2 separate regions of the Felis catus genome follow, and region 2 is linked to region 1. A link is a contact called in public Hi-C data. All regions are on one chromosome and are shown on one strand. The core of a region is the stretch at or near the end of the contact, and the rest is flanking DNA. Distances in the headings are between cores, read along the strand shown.

Region 1 (2,700 bases), core at 107-2,606:
CACTGCTTAGAAAGTCACCCCAGATAAAACTTTTGTTTTTCTTAAAATAAAACTTTTAAGAAAGCATGAGAAGGAACAGCCAGAGAGAGAGGAGGGAAAATCAGAGGGAGAAAAGAGTTTTTAAAAAGTAGTGCAGAGGCGTCTGGGTGGCGCAGTCAGTTAAGCGTCCGACTTCAGCCAGGTCACGATCTCGCAGTCTGTGAGTTCGAGCCCCGCGTCGGGCTCTGGGCTGATGGCTCAGAGCCTGGAGCCTGTTTCCGATTCTGTGTCTCCCTCTCTCTCTGCCCCTTCCCTGTTCACGCTCTGTCTCTCTCTGTCCCAAAAATAAATAAATTTTTTTTGAAAAAAAAATTAAAAAAAACAAAAAAAAAGTAGTGCAAAGGCATGCATGTGCCCTTTGACCCCCCATTTCCTCCCCTAGGAATTCATCTGCAGGTATTCTTGCACACTTACAAAATGATAGCACTGTCGTAGTTTTTATTTGTTTGCTTTTTGCAGCATTGTTTTTAATGGTGAAAGTTTGGAAGGCGGCGAAGCATTCACCAGTAGGGGCCAAGTTCACCCATCCAAGGGGGTGCTGTGCCCCGGAAGCTCTGAGGAGCTTCTGTATTGGCTCATGAGGAGGCTCTGTATTGGCTGCTGTGAGAAGATTTCTAAAATACATTGTTACGTGTGGAAAGTAAAGATGAGGATTTCTGTTTGGGGTTTAGAATGTTTTACACTTTTATCATTGTTCTGGATGGATGTAGCGGTTGTCATAGTCCTTATTATCATTACAAAAATACTGATTTTTGTCGTTTTTCTCCCTGATCTCTAGTATTGTTATTCTTATCTTATTCCAAGCAGTGGTTGTCATGGAAGAGTGGCAAGATCAAATTTTTGAGTTATTAAATCTGGTTCATTATGAGCCCATCACAGTTGCCTCCTGTGTTGTGTGACTGCCAATTGCCTTTATATGGTATTTTAACTTTTTAATGGAGCTTTGATCTGTAGTAGTCTCCTTCAGCCACAAGAGGGCAGAAGAACCTCTTGAATTGCTAGAGAACAGTTTTGTGCTGGGTATCTTCCTTCTGGCAGAATCGTGCATGGAATAGTTCTTTAACTCATTCCTTGGAGTGTGTGTATCTAGAAGGCAGTGCCTGTGCCTACCGTCAGTAGAGACGGGTAAGAGGAGAGAACAGGTTTTGGAACCACATATACTCGCCTTTTGCTCTCCCTTCCCCCTTGCAAATTACTTAGTTAACACCTCGTAGTAGCTTGAATATGCAAGACTACCACAGGAGTTGAGGCTCTGGAAGAAGCCCAACCTGACTTGGAGTTCTAACTCTGGGACTTTAAGTAGTTTATTTACGCTTTCTGAACCTGAGTTTTACTGCCTGCAGAACTTAGAAAGAATTTAATGAGATAGTGCATGTGAATAAAGCTCCCAGCGCTGTGTTGTGGTGAGTACTCAAAAAGCAACTGCTCTAGGGGTGCCTGCGTGGCTCCGTCGGTTAAGCATCCGACTCTTGTTTGGCTCAGGTCATGATCTTAGAGTTCGTGAGTTTGAGCCCCACACTGGGCGCTGGGTTGACAGTGTGGAGCCTGCTTGGGATTCTGTCTCCCTCTCTCTCTGTCCCTTCCCTGTTTGCGATCTCTCTCTCGAAACAACAACAACAAAACAAAAACAAAAACTAAATACCTGCATGGATGGATAATAGATCCTCAATAATTTCTATTGTGTACCTCTTTGCTACGTATTTAATAATTTTATTTGATTACAAGCCAGGTGGTAACATTTTCTTTAGGACAGTTTCAAAGCTCCTTTTCTCAAAGCGGATCTTAAAATGTTTATGGTTTCTTTTACTTATTTTCTTGGAAAGAGTCTGTCTTTTAATAGTATAATACATTCTGAATTTTTGTAGGGAGTCTGTTTTATTTTATTTTGGGGAAGTTTTTATTTAAATTCCAGTTAGTTCACCTGTAGTGTAATATTAGTTTCAGGTACACAGAATAGTGATTCAACACTTCCATCCATCACCCGGTGCTCATCACAACAAGTTCACTCCTTAATCCCCATCACCTGTTTCACCCATCCTGGAGAGTCTAAGTTTTAAGCTTAAAGCTTCTATCCCATTGTGACTTTGTGTATTTTCATTTTTGATTGGAAAGTATGGTATTTGTGTCATATTCGGAGGCAGGGTTGTTGTGTCAAGAATACAGTGCCTGTCTCTGCTTGGATCTGAAAAAGCAACTCTGACACAAAGGTTAGTCTTATTGGGGAGTGGTTTGGGGTCAACATTCTCGATAGGAAAAGAAAGGAAAGGGAGGAAAGGGAGGCTGGATTGTGCAGAGGGAGAAGTTGGACTGTGGTTCAGTCCCAAGAAAGGCTTCAGCCGATACCGTGGGGGCTGTAAAGTTGGGATGGCCCTTCTGAGTTGAAGGGAGGGGACTTCGTCTTTATAGTTTCTCCTTGACTGGCCATAGGCTGCCATTAGTCATTGGAAGGCCAAGAAGGCATGATCCTGGGTAAGCATCTGTTTTCAGCTAAGCATTTCCTGAAGATGCCTGACAGCTGGAGGCTTTCTGCCCACCATGATCCCAGCAGATGGGGACTAGTCGTCAGTTCCTTACGGGGCGGTGGGGAGGGGATCTGAGGGGTGCACCACAGCTCCCACCAGTGCCCAAGTCACCCGAAAGGGAAAATAGTAACATGGCTAG
Region 2 (2,700 bases), core at 11-2,510, 140 kb after region 1:
TGGTCGCACGGTGAACCAGCGCAGAAGCTGCAGATTTGGTAGTTGCTTAGTCCCCAGGCAGGAGGGAGAGGGCAAGGTCACGGGAGATGGATCACTAGGTGTGGGTTGCTGGGGAAGAACAGTGGTAGTGGATCCTCAGGGGAAATAGACTGGATAAGAAAACAAGCCTCTTGGGCCTGGGTTTCTTCAGCAGGGGACTGGACCACATGCTCTTGAAGGTCTCTTTTTGTATGATTGTAATCTGCATTTTGAGGGTTGGTTGTCTGGAATACTATAGAATATGTCTGTACAAAAAGAACATGCTTTATGTCTAGCAGGCACCCAAGTATTTGTGATCTTTGTGAGTTGCAGTCATTAGCTTTGAAGTATCTGCATCTGTAAATAGCTTCTTTTCGAGCTCTTCATTTTGCTTCTAGTTCTGTTCCTGTGTCACCTTGCCCTCCCTCCCATTTTATATGCCATGTGTGTGAACACTTTCGGGGTATGTCTCCTCTGTATTCTAAATAAGCACAGCAGGTATTCTAAGCCTCTTTTTTGGCTCTTGCTCACATTATAATCATCCTACCATGTATTGAGGTTTTTGTATACTACCCTGTCTTTTCCACTGAGTTACAGATTCCTGTTGGTTTAGGAAAACAAAAGCAAAAACCAGACCCACGCGCTGAATTATCCTGACAGGCTGTCTCCGTGGGCAGTGGAAAGCCACTGAACGTTCTAGTCCTCCTGAGAGTGTGCAGGTCAGACCTGTGCAGGGAAGGGAAGGAATTGAAGGTGGAGGTGGGCAGACCCGGTAGCTGTTGGGGTGACCCCAGGGAGAGGGGGTAGCCTGTCCCAAGGCAATAGCAGCCGGGAGCCCGAGTGAGTGCGCCCACCCTGCTCTGGGCCGCGGGACACCAGCCCAAGGTCAGCCTCTCTACTCCCAGATCTCTCATCTCCTGAGGGAGAGGGAGGAAGGGGCTGCGGAAGGAGACCTGTCCAGGGAGGCACCTTCTTCCCAGAAGCTCTCCCCATTGCTCCTGGCTGTTGCGTCAGCGGGAGACTGGCGGCCGCACACCCATGAGCTGGGTCCAGGCTTGACTGAGGCAGGGACATTCCTGGAGGGGGAGGGACTCGACAAGGAATGCAGTCCACAGCTGGCCTTGAGGAGAGGTTTGACCATTCTGGGGCCAGCGTCATGGGCCGGCTTTATAGGCCTCTGTGTTGTGTCCTGTGGGGCAGGGAAATGAGCTGTGAGAGGCCTGGGGCCAAATTTGGGCAAGCCTTCTGGGACAGGGCTGCGTTGTGGGGCCGGGCTTGGCAGGGTCACCCAGCGGGGGAAGGCTCCGTCGCCCACTGCCCTCCTGCAGGGAACCAGAGGGAAAAGCAGGCTTCCCCGTGTGAACGCGTGTGTGTCTGTGTACTGGCCTGCGTGGCATCCGGCGTTTCCGACCACGCCCTCTCCTTGCCTCTCCACTTCTGTGACACTGGCTCACAGACATAATAGACGAGACTTACTAAGCTCGCGCTGTGTGCCAAACATGGTGCCAGATGCTTTTGCAAAGTGCAGAGCACCTCGTACAATCCTCACAACAGTCTGGGAAGTGGGTCCTGTCATCCCTGTTAGGCCCGAGGAAGTTGAGGCTTGAAGAGATGATGTGACTGCCCCCAGGTCACACACGTGTGGAATCAGGATGCGAACCCCGGTTTTCCAGACTCCAAGGCTCCTGCTCTTTCACTCGCATCCCTGTCTGTCTCATGGTTCCTCTTGGTCTCCCCCAGGTGCCTCTGCTTCCACCTGCCCCCTTGACGTTAGTGGGTATGGGGTTCTCATCCCATCTCACCTGATACCCGAGATTTTTTTTTCCTTTCCAAGTTTTTATTTAAATTCCAGTTGGTTGTCCAAAGGATACAAAAATGCTGATTCGAAGGGGCACACACATCCCAGTGTTTATAGCAGCGCTATCAACAATAGCCAAAGTATGGGAAGGACCCAAATGTCCATCGACAGATGAATGGATAAAGATGTGGTATATGCATGCAATGGAACATTACTCAGAAAGAATGAAATCTTGCCATTTGCAACAATGTGGATGGAAGTAGAATGTATTATGCTAAGGGAAATAAGTCAGTCAGAAAGCTAAATATCATATGATTTCACTCATGTGGAATTTAAGAAACAAAACGGGGGAAGAGAAGGAGAAATAAGATAAAACCAGAGAGGGAGGCAAACCATAAGAGACTCTTAAATACAGAGAACAAACTGAGGGTTGCTGGAGGGGAGGTGGGAGGAGGGATGGGCTAGATGGGTGATGGGCATTAAGGAGGGCACTTGTCGGGATGAACACTGGGTGTTACATGTAAGTGGTATGTTAACTAACTTGGATTTACATAAAATTAAAAAAAAATAAGGAACAAATGATCATAACTGACCTCAGAAATACCTGTATTATTGTCTAAAAGCAAAATAGATAGATAGATAGATAGATAGATAGATAGATAAAATTGCAGTTAGCATACAGTGTAAATTTAGTTTCGGGAGTAGAATTTAGTGATTTATCACTTACATACAGCACCTGGTGCTCATCACAAGTGCCCTACTTAATCCCCATCACCTATTTAACCCATCCTGATACCAGAGATTCTTTTTTTTTTTTTTAGTTTATTTATTTTTGAGAGAGACAGAGACAGAATGCGAGTGGGTGAGGGGCAGAGAGAGAGAGG

What was found. A called contact is a pair of places that touch in the nucleus more often than the background predicts.
Region 2: a Hi-C map of skin fibroblasts shows a contact between it and region 1, with 1.9 times the contacts expected there. The contact joins two enhancer-like sites. A contact is called at or near these places in 2 of 3 Hi-C or Micro-C datasets (fibroblasts and skin fibroblasts).

Annotation. Positions count from the first base shown.
Region 1 is chrC1:34,322,110-34,324,809 of F.catus_Fca126_mat1.0, forward strand. All of the region lies in intron 2 of ST3GAL3 (CMP-N-acetylneuraminate-beta-1,4-galactoside alpha-2,3-sialyltransferase), which reads left to right. Among named protein-coding and RNA genes, the nearest start is that of ST3GAL3, 49 kb to the left of the region's middle. Within about 2 kb of position 1,357, at least 1 of the 10 cell types and tissues checked has an H3K27ac peak or open chromatin away from gene starts, as enhancers often do.
Region 2 is chrC1:34,459,786-34,462,485 of F.catus_Fca126_mat1.0, forward strand. The region is part of intron 11 of ST3GAL3 (CMP-N-acetylneuraminate-beta-1,4-galactoside alpha-2,3-sialyltransferase); the gene reads left to right. The region is part of intron 2 of LOC123379586 (a long non-coding RNA gene); the gene reads right to left. Among named protein-coding and RNA genes, the nearest start is that of ARTN, 16 kb to the right of the region's middle. Within about 2 kb of position 1,261, at least 2 of the 10 cell types and tissues checked have an H3K27ac peak or open chromatin away from gene starts, as enhancers often do.